Linked DNA regions of Mus musculus: regions 1, 3 and 4 are each linked to region 2. The links are chromatin contacts, called in public Hi-C, HiChIP or PLAC-seq and promoter capture Hi-C maps. All regions are on one chromosome and are shown on one strand. Each heading gives the region's core, a stretch centred on a gene start, on an enhancer-like site or on the middle of the called end of the contact. The rest is flanking DNA. Distances are from core to core; before and after follow the strand shown. Region 1 has its middle 190 kb from the start of Gm22945. Region 2 holds the start of Tmtc2 (transmembrane and tetratricopeptide repeat containing 2). Region 3 has its middle 12 kb from the start of Gm25522. Region 4 has its middle 19 kb from the start of Gm25587.

Region 1 (3,296 bases), core at 535-3,034, 910 kb after region 2:
ATTAGACAAAGTCCTTACGATTTTACCCAGCTATTGCCAGCAGGTCTCCACTGCTTGCTGTAGTCGCCATGGTTCAAATGACATTTAGGGACTCATAAATATTGATATTATTATATATCAATAAAAGTAACTGTACATGTGCAAAATAATTATGGATGAATGATCATTAAGTCTAATCATTTACTTTATTGACAGGGGACACTAATAACTATAAAGAGATGTAATTTTTTCTTCTGTGAATGATAAAGATCATGCAGATTTCTTATTAGAATGCTGCTGGGCTAAAATATGGAAGTCTAGCTTGGTTATAAATAAGGAGCATGATCTTTGCATTAAATTGGTATATAGCCAAACAAGCTGCATTCATTTGCCTTCCTAGACAGCCGGAGTTGAATTCAGAAGCAGCTAATTGCCCTGGGGACCTTCTTTTGGCGTATTGCCCAATGGTACTCTTTGTGGGAGAAACAGCTTCACACGCCGAGCTTCAAAGCATCTGGGTTGCTGTTCTGAATGCTACTGCTGACGGATTTACCATCTGCCTTTGAGAAAGACAGCAATCTAGGGAACTTTGATACTAAGCATCCACACGATAGCCATTGACAGCCGAAAGCCTTCCTTAAATAAGAGATTAAAATAAACTATGTATGAACCGACCAAATTGGACCACTTTTACTTTTGATTATCTACAAATATGATATTGAAATGATAGCAGAGGATTTATTGAGCATTAACTGCTGATACCAATTCTTTTATACTTTACATATCTTTATGGGTAGCCACATAATTTGGTGAGTACAACTTTATCTGTACCTTAAAGATAAGTTCACCCTTTTGGGAGAAAACTAACTGCCGCAAGGTTACTCAAGACACAGAAAAAAGTTAGGATCTAGGTATTCATAATCAGTATTCTGTATTTATTTAAATACTAACTTTTTATTAATTTTCTGTCATAGCAAGGTTGTGTTCTTAATTTCTGGGCAAGGGTTGAATATTTTGTAGGTCTCTTTCTCTCTCTGTCTCTCTCTCTCTGTCTGTCTGTCTGTCTCTCTCTCTCTCTCTCTCTCTCTCTCTCTCTCTCTCTCTCACACACACACACACACACACACACAGATTGCCCTAACAATAGATTGCAGTATTGGGATATAATTACTCATAGAATGGTTAAAGGTTGAAAGAATCTAACTTTGATCATTAACTTCTCCTGAAGCTATTTTCCAATGAATATTTGTGTCCATTATCTAAAATTGTCTCTCACAGGTTGACCCTGAGAAGTATCATGGAAATAAATATATACTTCACCTATGAAACACTCTTAAGTGCTCAGCATAGTGATGTGGAAATATTTTGAAAAATATCTATCACAACTGAGGGGCAACATATTTAGTTAGAACAATGTTCATTAACACTCATAATTTATAGACTAAGTTTCTGTCACTGTTCTATCTTTCATGAGGGATTGACAAAAGAGTTTCAGCAAGTGAGATGGGAAAGACAGGTTTAATCATCTCTCTACATACAATTATGTACCCAGATTTTCTTAAATTTACAATTTTCTTGTGCTGATCTCTAAACACCCACGTGTTGATTACTTTAAAGTCATTAGTAAAGTATTTGTGTTATCTTTAAGTGGCAAATTAATTTAGCATCCCTAACCAGAAACGCTTACGTACATTTAAAATTGAATTGCATCTTTTAAAATTGCTCTCTGTGGACACTTCCTTCTGCTCTGTAAACTGCAGGCACATTCCAGCTGTAAGCGCTTGCAGGTGGAATGCAGAGAGTGACCGATATTTGCCCTGCTTTCCTTTCCCTTGGGGAAATCTACCAACCTGGTTGCAGACTGTCAGTAGGAAGATAGAATGATTTATAACCAGCCGGTGGCTGTTTATACTAAAGTGCTTATAGCCAAATGGCACTGGAGGAGAAAATGGAGTGGGAGTTAGTGATTCATAGTTTTTAGGACCATCCCTAAAACCCACAGGCACAATCAATATCGCGGATATTGAGTTTATTATTCAAAATATGCAGTGCACCAATGAACAGTAGAGAAATTGAAACCAATAAGATAGCCTTAAAAATAGAGAGAAGGCAATAGACAAAGATGAATTGCAACTGTTTGAAACTCACTGTTTAAGATTACTTAGTACAAAAAATGTACTTACTGGATACATATGAAGATGTTAAATTATTTTTGTGTCAAGCAAAGAATTGAATTAATTCATTGGAAAAATATAGAAAGCTATCCCTAGGACAAGTCAGAATAATAGAGGAAATTATATGGATGAATTAAAATTAGGTAGGGCAGGTACCTAAGCAGACTCCCTGAGTATATGTAAGGATCAGAACCAAGTCATACGAATCTAAAGTTTTGCAAAATAAAGTTCTAGAACTAAAGTACATTTGATGAAAAATCTCAATTAAGCCACTTGTCAAGATATGCCTGTCCAGATGAGGTGATTAATGTTGCGGTGCTTTTAATTTCTAAGTTAGAAAACAGAAAAATAGTATTCAGGTGTTTATATTAGTGAGGCTTGTCCAAGCACAAAAGGAATGACTGACCCATGGCTCTTATTAAGGCTGTCCAGTTTCTGAAGATAATCTATTTGGAACTTACTCAAGCACCTTACCTTGGTGCTGAAGTCCACTCTGAGTTTGTGCCCTCTGGTCTTCTGGCCTGATGACTGATGGTGCTTCTTTTTATAGTTTTATGTTAGTTAGATGCATTGATCAGAACACTCATGATGGTTCTAATGCTGCCCTAAGCAGACTGAGCAAATGACGGGTCCATTAAATTATAACCAGGCTGAAAAGCTCACATTACCTTGTGACTTCATAGCCATCAGAATGGAGCACAGCACATGATTCATAGATGGTCATGCTGTTGAGCTAAGCTCTTCCTGTATGGCCAGTCATGTAGAAGTATAGCTCGTGCAAGCAAATCAATGTGCGTTTATGATTTGCATTTATAGCTGGATTTATCTACTCTAATGTATTTTGTAATCGTTAGAGTTTAAGCTTTTCTACTTTAAAAACAAAAAACAAAACAGACAGGAAAAACAAAACAAAAAAAAATCAAGATGATTCTTGATAAGGCATTATAGAATAAAGGCATTGTGGTCATACAAGAGAGTAGTTCTAAGTGTGTTACTTCCAGAGACCTTTCTGTTGGACAGTGTACCCAAGTGAAAAACTGTAACATTTCAAACAGCATAAGTTCAGGCTAATATGTATCTGCGTCTCAGTTTTAAATGAAAGCCTGAAAACAGAATTTTAAAAATCATAGAGAATGTTGATAT
Region 2 (3,372 bases), core at 617-3,116:
TGAACTTAAAGCTGCTTGTCTGGAGCCTCAAGTAAATGCTTGGAGCAGGGGCGGTAGGTGTAGAAGCAAGACCATTTACAAGGCCATCAGATTAGTTTGTGCAGGAGATACTAACGCTCTGTGGATGTGATGGGTGTATTTTGGTGATGGCTCGGACTAAGAGTGGAACAGTGTGGGTGTAATGGTATGTATTTTAGAGAGGAATGTCTAAGTATTAGTTAAGAAGTAAAAGGATGACGTTGGAAATCATAACAGCTAACTTATTGCACTTACCAGTCCCCCTCTGGATGCTTTATTTACATGGAAACTCACCCAACCAAAGTAGTATTTATAAGTGAGGGGTGAAGGAGGTGATTGGCCCCAACTTACTCAAATAATTAATAGCTGAGTTGATACTCAAATCTAGGTATCTGACTTAAGTATTTATTCTTCCCCCAGTGCCCCAGGATCCAATATCAATACATAAGCTCAGAAGAAGGTCAGAGAGGATCCGAATGGAGCAACTGGTATGATTTTTAAAAAAACTTTAAAAAATACATTATACCGGGGAGCACTGAAGAACAAGAATCACCATCTTCAATATATTATTTGAGAACTTCCTACGTGCTCATAATATTTTGATCAAATCACAATTTGCCTGTTGGAGGTTGAACACACATTTGTCAGTTTCCAAACGATTTCTTTGTGAAGTCAGACATCCTTATTCTGCAGGCGTTCAAACTTTTCAGATCGCTGCCACATACCCAGGGAGTCCACTTTCCTTATTATCTTTGAAGAGCTTGCTGGTTAGGTGCAAAAGGGGAAGTTGGAAGTCAGCCCTGCAAGGACGTGTTTTCTGTGCCCTGTAGCTTCCCCACAGCAGGGGGCGCTGCAGTCGTGTTCATCATAGTCCAAGGGAGCGACCAGGGCAGTCAGAAAGGGAACCAGGCAGGAAGGGGGTGTGGCAGACAGCTCTCGGATCTCTTTGGTCATGCAACTTTAGTACCCAGCGCTCCTTCTGCCCAGACCATTCTTCTGCACCGTATTTCATCATGTTGGATGCCTTCCATCCAGTCTTGCATCCGGGCGGAAAGGAAAGGGCATTAGCTTTCCGCTCTGCTGGGTTTAAGGATGCCGTTGTAGAGGGTTGCATTAGCGTGGTCTCTTCTATAGTCTCAGAGTCAGCTTGACAGTCCTGAACCACTAAAGACACCCATCCCCACGCAATTTCTGAGGAACGCGTGGGTGTTTCTTACCTTCTTGCCTCTCCTCTTTCATTTCCTGGATCCCTTTTCATGATCTTACTGCGGGGCACGCGTCTTTCCACTAATATTAATGTCGACCGTCACGGCGTGGCCTCGGAAAACTCTCTCCTAAACGCTGCTTCCCTGGCTCTTCAACAGGCCCTTCCATCCCAATTCAGCTCACGCATCGCGCGCGCGCGGGGCAATAGATCCTTAGTGTCAACCGAGGTTGCCAGCGCTCTGCAAACCTGTTCTACCTCTCCGCGTCCCGAGAAGTCTCTCCAGCTGACCAGTCTTTTGCCTGACAGCTCTTGGCACTAGACGTTTGGCTTGCGATCTAGAGCGTGCAAAGCGCCTCCCCGCAGCACTGGGCAAACCATTGACTCCTCCTGTCGCCTCTCTCCTCCATCTCCCAGAGCCCAGGGCACACTCTAGCTATCGTTTTGGGCAATCTTCCAAAAGTCATCTTTGTCCTGGGCTTTGGGGGAGGCTTTCCAGAGTCAAAAAGAAGGTGAAGGAAGATGAAGAAGAGAGTGGGGCCAGAGTACCAGGCTGGAGCAGCTAGAAGAGTGGGCGGAGCCTCCAGCCAGTGGGGGTAGACAGGGAGGAGTCTGCGGGGAGGATCTGGGTGGAGAAAGGGGCCGGGCTAGCTTAGGGTGGTGGGCTGGCCACGCAGGCGCGTGGGGCCGCGACGAGAACCCCACGCGGGAGCTTTTGGAGTCCCCAGTCGCCGCTTCTCACTTCACTGGAGAGGGGTCCGGGAGGGAACCAATAAAGAGTGAATGTGCCGCAGCCGCGGTGGCGGCCGAGTTGCTGCGAACGGCCCCGGAGTCGTGCGCCCGGGAGGCGGCGAAGGGAGGCGGTTCGCCTCGTCCCTCCCACCCGCCCCTTTCTCTCTCGGTCTCTCTCTCTGTCTCTCCTTTCCTCCCGCTGGTCCCAGATCCTCGCTCTGTCCAGCCCTTTGGTCCCCCCTCTTGCACTCTTCTATCTCCGCAGTCCTTTACCTTAGGGCGTCCCAAAGTGCCATGGGTTAGGGTGGGGACCGCGAGCCGCGGGAAAAGGACAAGCCCCGATTCTCCGCCGGGGGGCGTGAAGCCGATCGCCGCTTGCCTCTCGCGGTTGTCGGGTATGGGGAGAGCGGTGTGAGCCCGCAACCCCCGGAGCACGCAGGAACAGCGGAGCCCGGCGCCCCGAGGAGGAGCCCGGGATCGGAAGAAGGAGAGGAGGGAGGACGAGGAGGCGGGCGGGGAAGCCGGGGAAAAGTGCAGCCAAGGAGGAGAAGGCGGCGGAAGGTGGGGATTGATGCTTCTGTTTTTTGTTGCCGCTGCTGCGCTCGCGCTGGGAGCCAAGCCGGAGGGAAGGCGGTGGAGAGATGATTGCAGAGTTGGTGAGCAGCGCTCTGGGGCTCGCCTTGTATCTCAACACCCTGAGTGCTGATTTCTGCTACGATGACAGGTAAGTGGGTGAGAGAAAGGGGCAATGGCTGCGGTGCGACGGGGGTGGGGTGGGGGCTCCTCGGTGGCTCTGGTACTGCTTGCTGTCAGGCTGAAGCGCGTCTTGGGGGCGGGGTTGGGGGGACAGGTATCTGCACCTGAAGGTTTAGGCGACACGGAAACCGTAACACCTAAAGCAAACAGCCGGGACGGACGCAGGCGCGCTGGGCGGGCCGAACGAGTTTCCGCTCCTACTTTGCAGCAGGTTCTTGCTTGCTTCTTGCTGGTTGGCAGGCGCTTAAGTTTCTTTGCGGAAATCCAGGCAATTTGGAAGACTGTTTAATGAACCCACGTTAAACAAACAACCAGCCAAAGTAAAAATTCCAATAACAATCCTTGGTATACCTTGGTGCAAAAAAAAAAAAAAAAAAAAAAAAAAAAAAAAGAAAGAAAGAAAGAAAGAAAGAAAGAAAAAGCATATTAAGCGATTTTACGTGTGGGCTGGAAGGAAGCACCTCTGCACCCCTAGAAGATCCTCCCCGTGTGGTTTCCTTTTATTGATAGGACACTGATTTCTCGAAGTTAAACGCACATATGACAGTTGCCAAATAGAGGAAAGAGCGCGCGTACTCTGAGTCAACTTTCTCTTTGACGTGTATGATAGTAAACTTTGAGCTGTATCTCGCTGCTGGTTGTATCTCTCGCTCCCCCAACCT
Region 3 (3,215 bases), core at 73-2,572, 720 kb after region 2:
CATTCTACAAAAAAAGAAAAATTTAGAGGGCAATACAAAAAAAAAAAAAATTAATTCAGCCCTATCTGCAAATTGATCAGGCTGACCTGAGCCAGAGGAAATCAGTTAGGCTATATTGTCCCAGACAAAACAGGGTGATAATAAATGGCTGCCACTTAATCTGCTAAATTAGTGATGAGCTCTTTCAATGACAGGAAGACAATGACTAGGGAAAGTCGTAATGCAAAGGTGGCATGGGATTCTAATGTCACTGTGTAACCTTGCTAAAGATTTAATAAGCATTTGACTTATGATTGCTATCATCACACCATTTCATGTGTTTATAAATGAGTTTTAGTAATTTTCAGCCTCAATTACCACATCCCATTGCCCTTCCAACTCCAACTGGCTTTTCTTTTAGTTTAAAGTAACCCAGGCAGCTTTGGTTTGCTAGGGCCTGTTTTGAGAAATCGTTTCAAACTGAACCACTTATTCTGAGAGTCTCCTTTCCTTAGTTAGGGATTGGACCCTGGACAATAATTTCACTGCTACTAGATTTCATTGCTTTGGCTTTAAGCATATCAATGACAAACACCTTGCTAATCATGGGTAAGAGAATGTTTTCCATTTTGAATTAGAAACTACAATGAAGAGATCCTAATTCTTTGAACATTGGGAAATAGCAAGTGAAGAATTGGGATTGTGATGTGTGCATGGAAGGGAAAGAGCAGAGTAGAAATCTATACATGTGAAAGCTGGTTGGTTGGTGGTTGGTTTTTGATTTTGATTTTTTCTTGCTTGCTTGCTTTTTTTTTTTTTTTTTTGCATATGAACTGACCCTCACTATGAAAAATTTCTCCAGTTAATTCAAATCTGCATTAGAGGGATTTTGTTACTTCCAGCCATCTTAAAAAATAAACAAAAACATAAGTAAAGCACCCACTACATACTACATGTTGGGAGCATGACTACACTTCTATTTAAAAGAAACATATCCATTCAGGTGGTCTAAATTATGGTAACAAAGAGTACCCTAAAGTTAACTAGCAGTACTCTCAAAGGCCCATCCTAAATCAATGTCGTCAATGTAATTGCTCTTCATCTATATATATTTTTAATTGTCACTCAGCTCAGCCTGCAATGAAAACAAATAGAGGACAAATGCCTACTTAGAAAGCTTCAGTCCTCAAGTGGCACTTACTACTTCTCTGTTCATGTTTTGGCAAGAGCAGTTCAGATGGCTACAATTAACAGCAAGAAGGGCTGAAAGACACAGTCTAGTCAGGACCCTTGAAGAAGTCCACGTAATTGGGGTGATTAGCTAGCAGCCGCTGCCAACAGATGTTCCCTAATTTGCTCAATGCAAGACAGCTGATATGAACAGAGGTGGGGATTGAAACATAGATCTGTGACTTGGGAAGTTAAGATCTTAAACATCTTCCCCTACTACATTTCTGTTTTACCAGATGGCTTGCATTTGTGTAATTAGTTGACTTAGAGTTCCACTAAACCTATTAAATTGCCAGCTCACAAGCTCTCCTCTTGCTGATTTACTTTTCATTTAGATAACGTCCAAGAGAAACTCCATGCTCAACTGTTTTTGGAGAAGGTCACCATAACTTACGCAGGAGCAGCTGATACGTCAATTAGGCTACTGTCTGTGGAGCTCAGATGTGTGAGCGCATGCTGGATTATTTCATTATAAATGTTAGTCAAAACATTGACATCCTACACCCTTTTTTATTAGGACTTCTGAGATCTCAGTGCTGTGAAATGATCTATTTTTATGCTATCAGTAGGAAACAAGGAAGTAGAAGTTAATCATCTTATATTTTAGATATGTATTCTAAAATATAAAAAGACAGAATAAATTCTATCATTCTTGATTTTTTTTGTCCTGTCATTTTTTTCAGAAGCTGTTGTGCATTAGACACAGTTTGGTTATCCCCTATAAGTCCACATCTCCAATTTTTAATATTCTTTTATAAGCTGTCAAAGAGGGGGCATGTAATTCAATTATGGTGATTAGAGATGGGGCTTTTGAGAGATGACTGGTGTAGGTGAGGTTGGTATACGCCCTGTGATTAACTACCAATTACTTTCTGAGAGCAGGGAGCCAGAACAGGAACAAAAGTTGTGTTCTCTGACTCTTTCCAGGTGAGCATTACTCCAGCATAGGGCCTTATCAGCAATGAGGCCATAACCAAATGAGCACCAATTCACACTTATAATACATACACCAATGTTCTCTATAAAGGTTCCCAGGCTCAGAATCTTGCAGAGTGGATTAGTTAGTGCAGGATTCCTTGTTAGTGGGAAGATAACATTATTGGCATCTGTGATTAAAACTGTTGCTATTGGGCTAGGGTTGAATAATTAGTGAGGACAGGAGGTAGCGATTAAGGTAGACTGAACTAGGAAGCTCTCTAGAAGTATCTAAGGTAGATTCCATGATCCCACAATCTGAAAGTCACCTCTACTTATTCATAATTGAGCAAGACGTTTCAAAATAAAGACTAAAAGACAGAAGGAAGGAATCATAAATAATGTTGACAGACGTGCTGGTTCATCTTGGTAGTATGATTGGGACTTTGTTTTCGCTATTGGTAGTTTGAAGGTGGTTCTGCTTTTACTTTATGAAACTGAAAGTACTTATTGAAAAATGATGAGGCACAGTACTCTCCCCACCAGACCACAGATTGTTATAAACTGACCTAACTGTCACCATGTTTTCTGTATGACATAGAGACAATATGAGCAGATTTGTCTTGAGTTCTATTGTTATTTGCACTGGCCATGGTCCTGTGCTAGCTCGGTAGAATATAGCATACGCGCCCTATGAAGGTACCTAACCCTCAGTTATCAGGCTATCTGTGTAAGAGCTGGCTCGCAATTTGACAGTTTCTTCTCACCACCACAGAATACTGATGCCATAGGGTACACGTGATAGAAGAGTGAGCAGTGTATGTGGAGAGACTCAGGAGAGATCTCAGAGAACAAGCTATTCTACTATCCTAACTTCATAACTGTTTCATATGAAAGTCCATATTATGGACTGGAAGAGGTGAGGGCAAGTCAGACTACCTGGATAAACAATGAACAGACATGTTGCAGTTATATTTGCATTCTCTGTAAACCTGAGCTTGACTTCAGTGGCATCCTCAGAAACTTTAGCATCCCTTAATTCTCAGCTGATAGATGCAGATACAACTCTGTCAAATAAAAACCAATCTAGA
Region 4 (3,180 bases), core at 382-2,881, 550 kb after region 2:
GGTTAGGGTAAAGATTTCTTAAGAGTTGGTTCACATCTCCTACCTTTTGAGGTCCATGTCTTTCTGTACTCAGTATTTCTCAGACTCATAGCCAAGTCTCTGGCTGGCCGGAGCTCCCCTTGACCTCAGTTTCACCACAGTAGTGCTGGGATTACAGGTGCCAGCCACTGCTGCTGCAGCTGGCTTCTTTTATGTAAGATCTCAGGGAGGAAACTCAGGTTGGATAGCTTGCACAGCAAGTGTTCTTACCATTTAAACGGTCTTCCTTGCTTCCCATTGACTTTTAAGGTAAGTTTCTTTTCTTTCTTATTTGAACATTGTATGATAGATCTATATTTTTTACAAAAACTTCTAAGAGGCTTTGAACAATATGTATATTTCTGAATCCACTTTGACAGAAACATTCATAATCCGAAGAAGAAGAAGAAGAAGAAGAAGAAGAAGAAGAAGAAGAAGAAGAAGAAGAAGAAGAAGAAGAAGAAGAAGAAGAAGAAGAAGAAGAACTCTTGTGTTGGGAGCCGCGCCCACATTCGCCGTTACAAGATGGCGCTGACAGCTGTGTTCTAAGTGGTAAACAAATAATCTGCGCATGTGCCAAGGGTATCTTATGACTACTTGTGCTCTGCCTTCCCCGTGACGTCAACTCGGCCGATGGGCTGCAGCCAATCAGGGAGTGACACGTCCGAGGCGAAGGAGAATGCTCCTTAAGAGGGACGGGGTTTCGTTTTCTCTCTCTCTTGCTTCTTGCTCTCTTGCTTCTTGCACTCTGGCTCCTGAAGATGTAAGAAATAAAGCTTTGCCGCAGAAGATTCTGGTCTGTGGTGTTCTTCCTGGCCGGTCGTGAGAACGCGTCTAATAACACTCTTGATGATACAATTACTTCTAATGTTCTTACATTTCCATAAGTAACTACAAACTGCAGTGATAAGTTGAAATATTTCTGAAGTTTGTTCTGTTTATAGGGTTACATTTCTTTGAATCAGACAGAGGAATGCTTCAAATCTCTTTACAAGGCCCTTTCCATGGAATCACAAACAAATCTTCTTTTGTTGTTGTTGTTGTTTTCAAATTAAATTAGATTTAAATGAGATTTAAACTTTTCTTTAGCTCATAAGCTTCTATTCCTCTGTCTTCCTACTGGCTTTTAGATAAAAGCCTATTTCCTAACACATCTCTTTAACATTCCCAAATGTTTGGGCTTGGTGCTCAAGGATGCATTTTAAGATGGAAATGAATTTTTAGTGCCTGTTTGGAATGACTTCCCAACAGTTTTAATCCAATCTGACTCAAAGAATAGCATCCCCGGTGATTAGATAATAGGGTTAGGAGGAGCAGGAAGCCATCTGCAGGAAGTGCAGTAGAAATTTCATTTATGTCATCAGCCGGCTACTCAGTCTCACCATGCTACTCTGAAAGCATATAAAGAGCCAGCGATTTAAAAGTTTTCCACGATCAATCCAACCAGAGAAAGGCATTCACTGAACTCTTTAAAGACTAAAATCTATCCACTTACACGCTACTGTTCTAAACACGGTGAATCCCGCAGAAATGAGACCAAGACAGCACTGCTTCATTCCCCTCATTTCCATTATCAAAATGCCAAATCTGAAGATGGATTCACACAGTCTCTTCCAACAGCACCCCCCCCCAACCCCCGAATGAACAAAGACAACCCTGTCACAGTCCTTCTCCCTGGGAGAACCTTCCTCTGCCCCAGCGAAATGTATCACGGTGAAAGGCTAGATCCTGTGGACAGAATAAAGCAATAACGCTTGACTGCGAAGAGCTTTCTCTCATGCTGTTATTAAAATCCATCAAAAACCCGGAGTCCTTTCAGATACTACTTTGAACTGACTCCTTCCCGTCAGGCAAGATTACTTATGACTTCATTCATGGAAGCAGGTTTTTGGTTTCCTTTCAGTAAGTGGCAACATGTTTTTGCTAACCCTACCATCAAGTCAGTCTCCTTTACCTCTGATATAAAATGCAGTTTTCTGTCAGTGACATCATTTAGACGTATAAGGCAAGGGAAAAGAATCTTAAAGGAGACAGGAGCTAAACGTATTTAATCCACTGTGTGTGTTTTATCATCCCAATGGAGTCAGATGTAAGTATTTCTCTCACTCGGCCTTCCTTCAGTGTCTCGAAAGGAGGTATGAAGTATGTTTATGTTGAACTTTTGAACTGTCTGAACTGATCCTATCTGTTGAAATATTGCCTCGAAAATGCTTTTTTTTTTTTTTAAACCAAACCAGCAACATGACAGCTAAAGCCGCTGTGCTCTGCACCATTCAGCTGGACGATATTACTCTAAGACTTAAGTTTACTAAGCATTGTTCTGACGTCTCTGAGAATGGATAAGCTGTCTGCTGGGTAATTAATATTGTCGGAGTCACTCTAAGCCTCTACGGAGAGTTTCTCCCATACGGCACTGGATATCTTCCTAGTACAAAGCAGCTTTGATTTAATCCATTGTCCATTTGAGATTTGTTTTTCTTTTACTAGCCTGCTCTCTATGCAAGACATCATATAAATAAAATTACTGTTTCTGGCTTGAATCAGCACTAGACGTGAGTTAGTGGTTGCATGAAAGGCTAATTTAAACAACAGGCAGGGCTATGGCCTTGTACAGAAGACAGTGAGGAGCCCCATCCACAGCCATCCTTGGCAGTAATGTTCTGTGCAATTAGAAAGAATCATATTCACATCATATGTAAAATATATCATAGTAAGGTAAACGAAGACTGGACTCTCATAGACTCAAGAACGAAAGCATACTTCAGAGGTCATTAGCTATCGTCTCAGTTTCTGAGGACTACAATTAACATGTCCTTGAGAACCATCTGCCAAGTCCTTAAAGTTATTCAGACAAGCAGGCACCTCAGTCTCCTTCTATAAGTCATTACCAGGTTTGCCAGCCTTTCTAGACAGATCTGCTTGCTATTTAGCCCAGTCATGAAAATAGTCTCGGGCCCAAGTATAGTAGTCCCAGGAACAGATAGGCAGGGCATCTAATTTTAAAAATAGTATGAGAATAAGACAATTTCATTTTGTCTCTGTATAGTGTCAATAATTTATTTTTCTTCTTGGTTTTCTTGATAATCACTCCTTTGCGAAGAGCCCCAGCTTATTAAGCTGCTGAGACAGATTCTAATTACCACATGGTACTTTGTCTGGCCC

What was found. Promoter capture Hi-C pulls out the DNA fragments that hold promoters and counts their contacts. A called contact is a pair of places that touch in the nucleus more often than the background predicts. HiChIP or PLAC-seq counts read pairs in DNA pulled down with a chosen protein or histone mark.
Region 1: a contact with region 2 is called in an H3K4me3 HiChIP or PLAC-seq map of embryonic limb bud, with 7 times the contacts expected there. The contact joins the enhancer-like site here to the promoter of Tmtc2 in region 2. A contact is called at or near these places in 7 of 39 promoter capture datasets (the C10 cell line, cranial neural crest, frontonasal cranial neural crest and 3 more), 4 of 484 Hi-C or Micro-C datasets (the N1E-115 cell line, cerebellum, cranial neural crest and 1 more), 9 of 115 datasets of contacts at active chromatin or transcription factors (embryonic basal ganglia, embryonic forebrain, embryonic hindbrain and 6 more) and 2 of 9 other capture datasets (adipose tissue and liver).
Region 3: a contact with region 2 is called in a promoter capture Hi-C map of second pharyngeal arch cranial neural crest, with 4 times the contacts expected there. The contact joins the enhancer-like site here to the promoter of Tmtc2 in region 2. A contact is called at or near these places in 7 of 39 promoter capture datasets (cranial neural crest, frontonasal cranial neural crest, hippocampal neurons and 3 more), 1 of 484 Hi-C or Micro-C datasets (uterus) and 3 of 115 datasets of contacts at active chromatin or transcription factors (embryonic forebrain, embryonic limb bud and neural tube).
Region 4: a Hi-C map of the N1E-115 cell line shows a contact between it and region 2, with 11 times the contacts expected there. The contact joins the enhancer-like site here to the promoter of Tmtc2 in region 2. A contact is called at or near these places in 8 of 39 promoter capture datasets (cancer-associated fibroblasts, cranial neural crest, embryonic stem cells and 5 more), 7 of 484 Hi-C or Micro-C datasets (the N1E-115 cell line, cerebral cortex, cranial neural crest and 3 more), 13 of 115 datasets of contacts at active chromatin or transcription factors (bone marrow-derived macrophages, cardiomyocytes, craniofacial prominence and 9 more) and 2 of 9 other capture datasets (adipose tissue and liver).

Annotation. Positions count from the first base shown.
Region 1 is chr10:104,659,024-104,662,319 of GRCm38.p6, reverse strand. No RefSeq gene overlaps it. Among named protein-coding and RNA genes, the nearest start is that of Gm22945, 190 kb to the right of the region's middle. Within about 2 kb of position 1,784, at least 17 of the 459 cell types and tissues checked have an H3K27ac peak or open chromatin away from gene starts, as enhancers often do. A contact at or near this core is called in embryonic basal ganglia, embryonic forebrain, embryonic limb bud and 1 more, where this site is marked.
Region 2 is chr10:105,572,973-105,576,344 of GRCm38.p6, reverse strand. Tmtc2 (transmembrane and tetratricopeptide repeat containing 2) reads left to right here and starts at 1,866. Exons shown (of 12, transcript NM_177368.4): 1 at 1,866-2,678. The coding sequence starts at 2,596. Gm15663 (predicted gene 15663) reads right to left here and starts at 1,794. Exons shown (of 3, transcript NR_038032.1): 1 at 658-1,794.
Region 3 is chr10:104,851,453-104,854,667 of GRCm38.p6, reverse strand. No RefSeq gene overlaps it. Among named protein-coding and RNA genes, the nearest start is that of Gm25522, 12 kb to the left of the region's middle. Within about 2 kb of position 1,322, at least 7 of the 459 cell types and tissues checked have an H3K27ac peak or open chromatin away from gene starts, as enhancers often do. A contact at or near this core is called in embryonic limb bud and second pharyngeal arch cranial neural crest, where this site is marked.
Region 4 is chr10:105,019,437-105,022,616 of GRCm38.p6, reverse strand. No RefSeq gene overlaps it. Among named protein-coding and RNA genes, the nearest start is that of Gm25587, 19 kb to the left of the region's middle. Within about 2 kb of position 1,631, at least 12 of the 459 cell types and tissues checked have an H3K27ac peak or open chromatin away from gene starts, as enhancers often do. A contact at or near this core is called in the N1E-115 cell line, neural tube and second pharyngeal arch cranial neural crest, where this site is marked.